3 separate regions of the Zea mays genome follow, and all the other regions are linked to region 2. Evidence: chromatin contacts called from public Hi-C data. All regions are on one chromosome and are shown on one strand. The core of a region is the stretch at or near the end of the contact, and the rest is flanking DNA. Distances in the headings are between cores, read along the strand shown.

Region 1 (3,620 bases), core at 347-2,846, 160 kb before region 2:
GTTTATTCACAATACATAACAATTTTTTAAAGATGCATCACGTGCACATACAAAAGTAACAAAGCATGCACAAACTATCCTTAGTAAACAAACAGTTGTATAACAATTCAGGCAAACCAAATAATGTAGCCAAAACACCTCCAGCAAACTTGGATAAAGAAAGCAGTAAGGAGTTTGCTGACCTTCTCACTGTAATTGATAGAAGATGCATTTGACTTATTTTCCACATCTGCAAATCTTTCCCTCCCAATTTCCCTCGCATAATTTTTGAACTCCAGCTCTGACAATTGGGACAATGAATGCTGCTTAATGTATACCTCATCCTTACCACCAACCGTAACAGAGATAATAATATGGGTACCATAGTTCTCAATAAAGCTGCAAACAAGTGAAGCAAGACCTTCAGGCTTCAGCTAGTAAGTGGCTTAAGCTAATAGGGTGCGTAGAACACTAGGCTATCTCTAGCAGATCCCCTATCTCATCCTATATTTCAAACTACACTCTGTAAACAATGTCAAACAGTGTCATCTACAGTTCCACGCCCCCTATTTTACACGTACAGCCTTATCTCCAATAGGCCGCGCAAAATACTGTTTTGCACTGTTTGCATAGTGAAGTTTCAAATAGGGAGTGGGATAGAGAGTGAAATACGGAGTCTGCTGGGGACAGTAGAGTTGTACAAAATGGCACTGATCAGAAATGGATCCTGATAACAGTATTAAATAAGACTATTACCTACTGACCTTGCCAATGCTGATGGATCCCAAACATTTGGGATCCTTCGCTTAACGCTCTCAAGCAGCGTCAGTTCAGAATTCCTAATTTTAACTCGAAACAGAGGCAGAGAATAGCCATCAATCGCAAGGGCCTTCGTGGTCGCCGCATCATTCTTCCAAGAACCGGTGAAGCTGAAGAGAGAGTTGAAGGAACCCAGCGGTACTGTCTCGGACAAACATGACTTCCTGTTGAAATACTCAGCCATCTGCCCACAAATGAATCATAGTCACATAACGCGAAGTAAACGGCCGCGGGGTATAGGACATCGACTATGATTCACAATTTCACTTCACAAGTGCACAGCAAACAGAACAGAACGCGGCACGATCCGATAGGAAGTTTCCAATCGGGACGAAGCACCCCCAGCTCACCTTATCGAAGCTGCAGACAAAGGGACCGTCCGCTGCGGCGGAGCTTGGGCCGGACCCGGACGGGAAGGGGCGGATGCGCTCGAGGTCTCTGCGGCACTGCTCGACCTCGACGTCGTGGGGCACGCTCGGGAGGACGCCGCCGTCGGGGAGCGGGAGGTCCCGCGCACGGTCCTCGAGCGCGACGAGCCTTCCGTCTCCCTTGCAGTAAAGCAGCCGGTGGTCTCCAGCTGCGTCGAGGCCGCGCCCCACCGCCAGTAGCGCTGCCTCCAGCGCGGAGCCCGCAAGGCTCATGGATGATGGGGCCCGCCCCCTCTACCTCTTCCTCCTCCACCTCGGGATTCGCGCCGACTACGAGAGGGGAAGACCGCCAGAAGGTCGGGAGCTGTCACGACGGAAGGACACGGTTTCTGGGGGACCGGACAACCGGAGGAGGGGAAGGAGACCCCGATGCCGAGGTGGTTGGGTTTGACTGGCTTTTCTTTTTCTTCATTTATTGTTTTTCCTTAATTTCGTGCTATATTTGGTTTTATGTAAGGTTGAATCAACCGCTACATCAACTATCGTCCTGTTTGTATTTATTAGTATAGTATCTATCTTTACTATCTATTAAAAGAATAGTGTATACCATATCATAATTATACCTCCGCTTGCTCCCCTCGCGATCTCAACCTCCTATTTATTATTATAGTATCTATCTTTACTATCTATTAAAAGAATAGTGTATACCATATCACAATTATGCCCCCGCTTGCTCCCCTCGCGATCTCAACCTCCGATCCAACCACCGCAAGCGCCGCCATGGATTAGCCCCATCCCCGTGCCCCCTGACCCCTCTTCGCGTGTGCCCCTGCATCTGTCCAGTTCGCCCGCGAAAGCAACGGATAGGCTCCTATGGTGACCTCATCCACGCACGCCCAACCCCGCCTCCGTGAAACCTTCGCGCGTCAACGCCTCATCCACGCACGCGGTGGATAGGCGACATTCACAACCTCCGCGACCTGCTATGGCGGCTCCACGACATCCACGCCGACAACGTCGCATCCTCTGTCTCAGCCTCATCCGTCAGGTGCCACTCTGCTTCCCTTGTCGTCGTGCGCTGCACAGGTCGAGCACACGCTGCTTGCTGCTCGGCTGGTCGTCGATGAGCATGGGGCGCTTCGTCAACTCCATGGATCCAACGTTGGGGCTGTAGGTGGTCAGGGACTAGAACAACATCGTCCAGATTGTGCTCCGCTCGCCCAAGGGAGCATCCGCGTGGGTACAGACTGGCGGACTGCTAGGGATGAAAACGGTCGGTAAACACTAAAACCATTACCATTTTCATATTTTTTATTGGAAACAAAATCGAAAACGGTAACTCCGGAAACAGAAACGATATCGGTATTTCGGAAACATCGGAAACGAAAGTTTGGTGCGGTAAATACACCGGTGACGGTCGAAATCTAAAATACGATCGCTAAACATATCAAACTTCACGATACAACAAAGTTGGCAAAAGATCACAAAGACCACAAGTTCACAGTTCATGATATAACAAGTTCACAATATAACAAGTTCACAAGGATCACAAATTTATAACATAAAAAGTTTACAAATATCACAAGTTTACAATATAACAAGTTCACAGTATAACAAGTTCATAAAGATCACAAGTTCACAGACTCAAAGTTCACAATTCACAATATCCACTCGATTTAGCTGACATGGCATGCTTACTTATGAAATATTTTCTCCACACGTAAAGAGTTTTTCATAACCTCACAGGAAAACCCTAAAACCTAGTGTGTGGAAAAGACAGACTATCGGCTCTATATCATTATATATTACTAATACATAACATGTGTATAGAAAAGGGTGGATTAGTTCGAGAGACCAAATCGTTAATCCCAACTGCGTTCCAACACCATCTATCCCAAAAAAATCTTAAGGCGTCCAAAAAATATAAAAATAAGTAATCCTTATCTAGAGACGTACAGGCGATGCGAAAAATCACATGCTGGAAAAATCCGAAAAATCTAAGACACAATTTCGAAAAATTCTGAGACATAATTCCGAGAAACAATTCCGGAAAATTCCGAGACACAAATCCGGTAATTTCCGACAAAAATCGGTAACCGAAGGGAACGGTCGGTAAAACACCACGCCGATTCCGATAGAAAATTCTGAAAACCGATTTCGTTTTCGGAAAATGCCGTTACCGGTGAATCCGATCGAAAAATTTCGAAATCGGTTTCCGGAATACCGAAAATTTCCGAAATCATTTTCATCCCTACGGACTGCTATGTCACCCTCTCCTCTCTTCATCTTGTTGGGCGATCGATCGGCTCCGCATTGCTTGTTTGGTTGTGGTTTTGACGGGGCTTTGTCGTCTGGCTGGACTGCCTGATTTGCTTCGTGGGTGAGCCTGTACGACAGCCAGGTTGGCTCATGGAGGAACAATCGCGGCGAGGAGCTCCTCTTCACCAGCAGCAA
Region 2 (3,357 bases), core at 449-2,948:
ATCTGATTCCTAGCCATTGTTGCCGCCTCAGCCCGCGCTCGACCACCGCCACCGCTACTTCAAGCAGTTAGCTTAGCTGTGTGGTAAAATGATTGGTTAGCGATCTTTTCTACTTTTATATACTGTCTGCATAGTACACAGTAGGTACATATAACTTTCTTTATCTTTCTCCTCTTTTCTTTTGACATGATCAAATAAGCTTCTGTATAGCTTGGCTAGCAAAAGTTCACCCATGTTTCTTCTGTGTGCTGTTCAGATTTTCACTAAAATAACAGATAACATGTACTTGATGCAGTTTAACATGATCATGTTGATGTTCCATTGGGAGCATTTGGTACATTTCCCAAGTGATATGAAATCATACCTTGCAGTTTATGTTTGACCTACACTAGAGAAATTCTGTTTCTTATGAACACTGATTTGATGCAGTTTCTTACAAACATTTTGGTACATCAAGACGCATGACTAAAAAGTGGTTTCCAAAAGAGCCTGAGGCATATGCTGAGCAGCCCGAACTAAGTGTGGATTCTTCCTCATAGCAGCTTGTTAGCATTCCATCTTCCTCACTTGAAATTGTACCAATGCCTCCTGTGAATGAACTTGTGCCACCGGTGGAATGTGCAGCAGAGGTTGTTTCAACACTGTCCCCACCTAGGAAATTAAGGAAAGCTGTGAAAAAGATAACTCCAAAGAAGAAGATCCAAGCCATGTACAACTGTAATTTGGTTCCTGAAATCTGAAATGTGTGATCCTATGCCATGCAACAGCAGTTGGTTCACTCAAAATGTGTGGTTCTGTACTTGGATACCACTTGGTTCACTCCAAATGTGTGTTCTCGTTTTTAGTCTAAATGTTTGTAGCAACCCAGTTTTATTCTAAATGTTTGTAGAAGTTAGTCTTGGTTCTGGACTTGGATATCAATTGGTTCTGGTCTTGGACAGCTGAAATTGTCACCTACTACTATGACTCATGTTTAACCGTGGCCTGCATTTTGGAAAGCAAGTTCTGGTCTTAGCACTGATACTGGTGTTCTCTGATCATGCTTGTTAACAAGTTCTGTTAACTTTGCGAATGTTTATATCATGTTATTTTGCCCAAAAGTTAGATATCATGTATGGAATCACTTGCTTCATTACCATCTGTGGAGACAATGACATAGTTACAGGCAGATACTTGTTGTAGTGCTCTCTTTACAATTTCTGTGTACTATATGCTGTATTCGCAGGTAGTCTGGCTGAACGGCTGCCCCAGTGGAAGAGATGACCGTGCAGTGCAGTGCAACACCGCGTTGGTGGATGATCGATCGTCCAGTTGTATGTGACTAAAACGCCACGCCCTGTGCATTAGAGAAGATAGAGAATCGCCATGCCCTGTACAGGACAGTGAGCCAAATTCTTGTTCATTTTGCACTATGATACAGATTGATTCATTAGGCCCTAGGTTGGAGGTTGTGATTGATGAGTTGGGAAGGGATTACTTGATTGGTGGTGTACAATTCTTGGACAGGATACAAGTTCCAGTTTTTGGTCCATTAGTTCAGGAATTGTTTCATTTACATGTATATTCAGTACACTCGTATAATGGAAACAGGCAAATCTCTATCTCATTCTTTGGTTATCGTGTTATTATACGGTTCCGTTGCAACGCACGGGCACCGACCTAGTAAAATATAAAATAGGAAATCAAGTCGTACATTTGGAGGATGTCCCGTGTCCGACACGAGTAAACCCATGGGCCGTCAGCCCGTCGCAGCAAGCCGTACTCAACTGTCCGCAGCCCACTCGACGCCATCTCATCTCGAGTCGCCTGTAGCAGATCTCTCCTGCGCCCTGCTGCTCTCGCCTCTCGGTCTCTCCTTCTGAGAGGCAACCACAATCCCCAATCACAAACCCTAGGGAAGCCGGTAGGCAGGCACCGGCGGCCGACAAGCGCAACGCTGCGACGGTGCAACCGCGTTGCCATCGCCCAGCGCGAGGCTGCGACAAGCGGACGGAGGCGAATGCGCGCCACCGCCTAGCGTGCGAACTCTGCAGCGCGCCAACGGAAGTAGAGCAGGCGGGCAGCATCCAGCGTCCCGGCCTCCCGGGGCCGAGCTCGAGCGCCGCGCACACACGTCCGACTGACGGTGTGTAGTAGCGGTGGCTGGGAATACTCAATCACCCAAATCCTGGTCTGGCACTATTCCACTCATAGAATCAGTATGTCCGACGCTGAGCCACCTCCTGCAATGGAGGTGGCCACGCTGACAACCCCGGATGTTATGCTAGGCGAGGACTACAAGGATATTGAGGCTATTGAGGGTCAGAAGGATTACGAGACTTGTTATGGTGGAGGTGGCAGTGTTATAGTGGCAAATGAGCTCGTGGGGATTTCTGAAGACCCCAACCAACCCGATATTGCTACTGCTGACGAGCCAGAGGAGGGTGCTGATGTAGAGGGGCAAACTAATGACATTAGTGCTGCCGTGTCAACCTCCAAGCTGGTGGATGATCCCATGGAGGTTGGCATGCAAACAGAGGTTAGTGCTGCTGCAGATGATCTCATAGAGGTCGGTGCTGCTCTGGTATCATCTGCAGAGGATTGCACAGCGGTGGCTGCTTGCCTGGTTAATGATGACTGCAATATAATTTTCCCTGGAGGTGTGCATAGGTCCGATGACCAAACTGATCAGGAGTTTGGTGGCAATTCCCTTGACGCTGATGAGGTCGCTCTCTTGGTAAATGACATACAAGATGACAGTGCAAGGATGGATATGGATGTTTCAGCCCATGGTGATGTGCATGCTCAGGATCGGGAAAGCTCACAGTTGGATGTGGCTACAGCTCTGTTAAATGAGGTGGGAACAGAGCTTGTGGAAGCTGGTGACCATGCTGTACAGGAATGCACAAATATGGATATGCGGATTCAAGCCGGAGATAACAATGAGGCAGAACGTGTTGGCACTATTGCTGACACTGCCACAAATGAGGAGCACAGACACATGGGTGAAGTTACCATGACCAGAGATGATAGTGAGAAACATGATGTGGCAGGTGGTGTTGATGTGCCTGATGAGAGGATACAAATGGGTAGGGGTGGACTGCCTGGAGATGATAATGAGCAAAAGGAAGTTGCAACAGCTGATGAAGATCGTGTGGAAGATGAAGGCATGCAGGTAGATGCAGTAAACATTACTGGAGACATGGTTGAGGAAGGCAGAATTGCTGTTGAATACATTGCAGGTGAAGCTGTAATTGGCGAGGGTGGTATTGATGTCCCTGAAGAAAAGGCTGCTCAGATAGACAGGGCGGGTAATGACATTCCCGAAGAAGAGGGTCTCCAAATGGGGGAAGCTGGCTTGATTGGCAGTGATAATGG
Region 3 (3,300 bases), core at 21-2,520, 170 kb after region 2:
AGCTGCAACAGGTGCACAAGCTGAACCACTAGCTGAACCATCTCCAAGAACAAGGGCACAAGCTGCAAGAGAAAAGGCTAGGAGGGCACTAGAGGCTGAGCAAGCAGCCAAGGAAGCAGAATTATAGGTATCCACAAGAAGGGTACTAACATTGGAACCACCACGAGTTGAAGTGAACATGTCAGTGCAAGAAGACGGTCCCAGTTCAATGGTTGATGCTCCCCCTAAGAAGGAAATAGCTTGCAACAAGAAAGAAGATCAAGTTCAATGCTTGAAGCCGAGGAGCATGTCCCTTCGAGTGCTATGACATGTCTCTTTTGTAATCTAAGGGCTAAGAATAGTCTAAGCTGAGCCCTGAAAAGGTGGTTGCATATCTCTTTTGTAATCTGAGGGCTAAGAACAGTTTAAGCTGAGCCATGAATGTAATGATGTCTCTTTTGAATGTTGTAATGATGTCTCTTTTGAATGCTATGAACAAGGTCATGTTGGGATGTAATGAATGCTGATGGTTTCAACAATGCTATGGTGTGACTGTTTTCTGTTTTCAATGATCTGTGAACTGTATTGACAAAGTTCAACATTCCCTTCCAACTTCTTCAATTGTTCATATACATCATTACAGACAGATCATTAAAACATGTACATCACCACTACTACCACAGGTACTACAACCATTACAAACAGAAGTTGCAATGTCTTCACTATTTCCTACTTCAGAAACCTTCTTGGAATCCACCTCTCCATCATCTTCCTCCCAATCATCGAATAACAAGGCAATCAACCTCTCCTTCACCAATTTCTCAAAATACTCCCTCTGCCATCTGTAGTATGGGCACCTTCCTGGCATCTACACATACAAAAGCAAATCAAATAATCCAAAATCAGATTTCGAAAAACACAAAGTAATGGCAATCAAAGCGTCAACACTCCTAGGGCACTTGATAAACACTTGGCCTAGGTTCTCATTCTCCCTCTTCACCCTCAGTTCAATCACTCGGGCCATCTTGCACTTGGGGCACCAAATCAGGGACAAACCGGTCTCCAAACCAATCCGGTCGCCAGTTCAAGCTACCCCTGAAGACCAGCTCCGCCCTCCTCTACCCGAGCGTTGCACCATGCTGGGCACGCTGGTGGCCGGAACAGGAGAGTGCGACAGGAGAGGGGAGAGGAGAGAGAGAGAGAGAGAGAGGAGAAGAACTAAGAGCTACAGTGGATCGGGTCAACGACGGCGGCAAAGAAGGCAAAGGAAAGCGAGCGAGGGCAAAACAGGGATTTCCCTGGCTGATCCACGCTGGTATCGAGCGGCATAGCGTCACTTCACAGCCACGTTGTACAAAATGGCAAAAATACAACATCTTTCGCGCGGACACCCCTCCCATTGCATTGCATGGAGATGGAGCGCCTCCACGGCCGCGGGAGACTACCTTCAGCCGTTCGTCCTAAATTTCCACCCTTATATCTTACTAGGTGTGTGCCCGTGCGTTGCAACGGAAGTACGCTGGGATGAGCATCGACACATATCTAATTAGATCTTATATTTCTTTGGGGTCTGGAGAAAGTTTGCTCGAAAGCCAAACATGTTAGGATTATGAGCATGTGTTACTCTTGTGCCCCATTAGCACACTGTTCCACGCTTGTAGGAGTCTTGTTAATTTGCATGCCTCGTGCATAGTCTCTCACCATCTATTCACTATAATATACAGAATCCGTGTGACAAACATTATCAATATCGCACAAACTATTTTAAAGAGTCAATATAGAATTTTTAATAATAGGCAAATATGTCGACAACCGTACATTAATCTAATCCATTTTAGCGATATTGATAAGTCTTTGTTGTATGTTTGCAGGGATGGCATAGCGGCATGAATTGTCCTCGCAACTTAACAGATCAATTACAAAGTTATTTCGAAGAATCTTTGCATCCTACACACAAAGACATAAGAGAACAAAACGTCAAATTTATATTATGTAACTGAAATGTATGTTTGAACATGAAACAAATGTACTCCACTCACCCTATCAAATTCCATTCGTCTATCATTCCCCCATATGACCATAGCTTGTAGAACGAAGTAGCTATTATTAACCCTATAGAATAATGTTTGACCAACTATATTATATACAATGGTTATCATAGAAAAAAATTAAATTGTTGAGAACGTGGTATTGAGAAAATACCCTTTTAAGTCAATTGGAACACCAGACCGAATTGTATGTTCTCACTTAAAAATATCCCTCGTTCTCATCATTATCCTCTCCGAATATGACACCCTCATCGTCGTCATCAACTGGTTCGTGAAAATACAATCCAAGTAAAAGACATGGCATTCAGGGTTGAGAAAATATATAACCACAATAAAGATTTTTAACAATTACCATTGGAAATGAACCTTGGGATCGACTGGCTTTGCTCCAACCCATTTCCTTGTTCGACCATGTTTGCACTCACACTTGTTGCCACGATCGCACTTTGGCGTGTATTCCTATATTGTACTGATGGAAACAAACGTTTAGTCGGACTACATTTTATCGTTGTTGTGCAAGATTTTCCTTTGCTCTGAATAATTTATTTGTTCTTGTTTTCCTTGTATAGCCAAGTTGTTAGATTTGATGGACATGTTTTTTATTAGTTGAATAGACGTAGGTTGTTTTCATGAACTTGCAATTTCCTGAGTTGTGCGTGAAAACTATTGATTGATTTGCTTCCTTCAATAGAATCATATGGAGAGGTTTACCGTGCCGACTGGAATGGAACGGTAGGTAGTTCATCCCCCCACACACAATAATATTTTTTGTATCTTGAAATCGAAATGGGTGAAACCATCAGTATTCAAGGAAAAAGAAAGCTTATATAAGTTCACCATTGGCAGGAATTTTTTTGGTAAACAGCGTGGCACTGTCATCAATGTTTAAGAGAATAAATATGAAAGATTTGACCTCCAAGGTTTCAGTCTATACCAGTACTACAAGTGATGACTTTGGCAGCTTACCATTTGAGAGAATACAGGAATTTTTGTGTGTATACTGCTGCTCTAGAAAGGAATTGCATTTCATGCTGGCATAGTGTACCATTGCAATATGCTTTCCCATTAATTATGTTTTTGGGAATGTCCTCGTTGGATTACTTGCATAGTCACAATATATATAGGGAATAAAAATAATGTGACATCTGTAATTTAGTTTCAGTGCTATTTTTATGTACAACTTGATATATATCTGAAATTAATTTCTTTTTTGAAGTGATTTCCAAACTTGACCACTGTTAACGTGAATCATTCTTATTCTTTCAGTAGTCAC

The links. Hi-C and Micro-C count contacts between places; a contact is called where the count stands out from the background.
Region 1: a contact with region 2 is called in a Hi-C map of endosperm, with 1.9 times the contacts expected there. The contact joins the promoter of LOC100283592 here to the promoter of LOC103636656 in region 2. A contact is called at or near these places in 3 of 25 Hi-C or Micro-C datasets (endosperm and leaf).
Region 3: a contact with region 2 is called in a Hi-C map of ear, with 8 times the contacts expected there. The contact joins the promoter of LOC103636658 here to the promoter of LOC103636656 in region 2. A contact is called at or near these places in 13 of 25 Hi-C or Micro-C datasets (bundle sheath, ear, endosperm and 5 more) and 1 of 3 datasets of contacts at active chromatin or transcription factors (leaf).

Annotation. Positions count from the first base shown.
Region 1 is chr8:180,945,539-180,949,158 of Zm-B73-REFERENCE-NAM-5.0, forward strand. It overlaps LOC100283592 (MAC/Perforin domain containing protein), which reads right to left and starts at 1,597. Exons shown (of 6, transcript NM_001156493.1): 1 at 1,149-1,597; 2 at 744-982; 3 at 183-378. The coding sequence starts at 1,439.
Region 2 is chr8:181,109,626-181,112,982 of Zm-B73-REFERENCE-NAM-5.0, forward strand. It overlaps LOC103636656 (zinc finger CCCH domain-containing protein 19), which reads left to right and starts at 1,699. Exons shown (of 12, transcript XM_008659007.3): 1 at 1,699-3,357. The coding sequence starts at 2,201.
Region 3 is chr8:181,284,302-181,287,601 of Zm-B73-REFERENCE-NAM-5.0, forward strand. It overlaps LOC103636658, which reads right to left and starts at 1,271. Exons shown (of 2, transcript XM_008659008.4): 1 at 950-1,271; 2 at 556-847. The coding sequence starts at 1,003. The coding sequence ends at 617. It overlaps LOC103636657 (a long non-coding RNA gene), which reads left to right. Exons shown (of 2, transcript XR_558110.4): 2 at 1-518.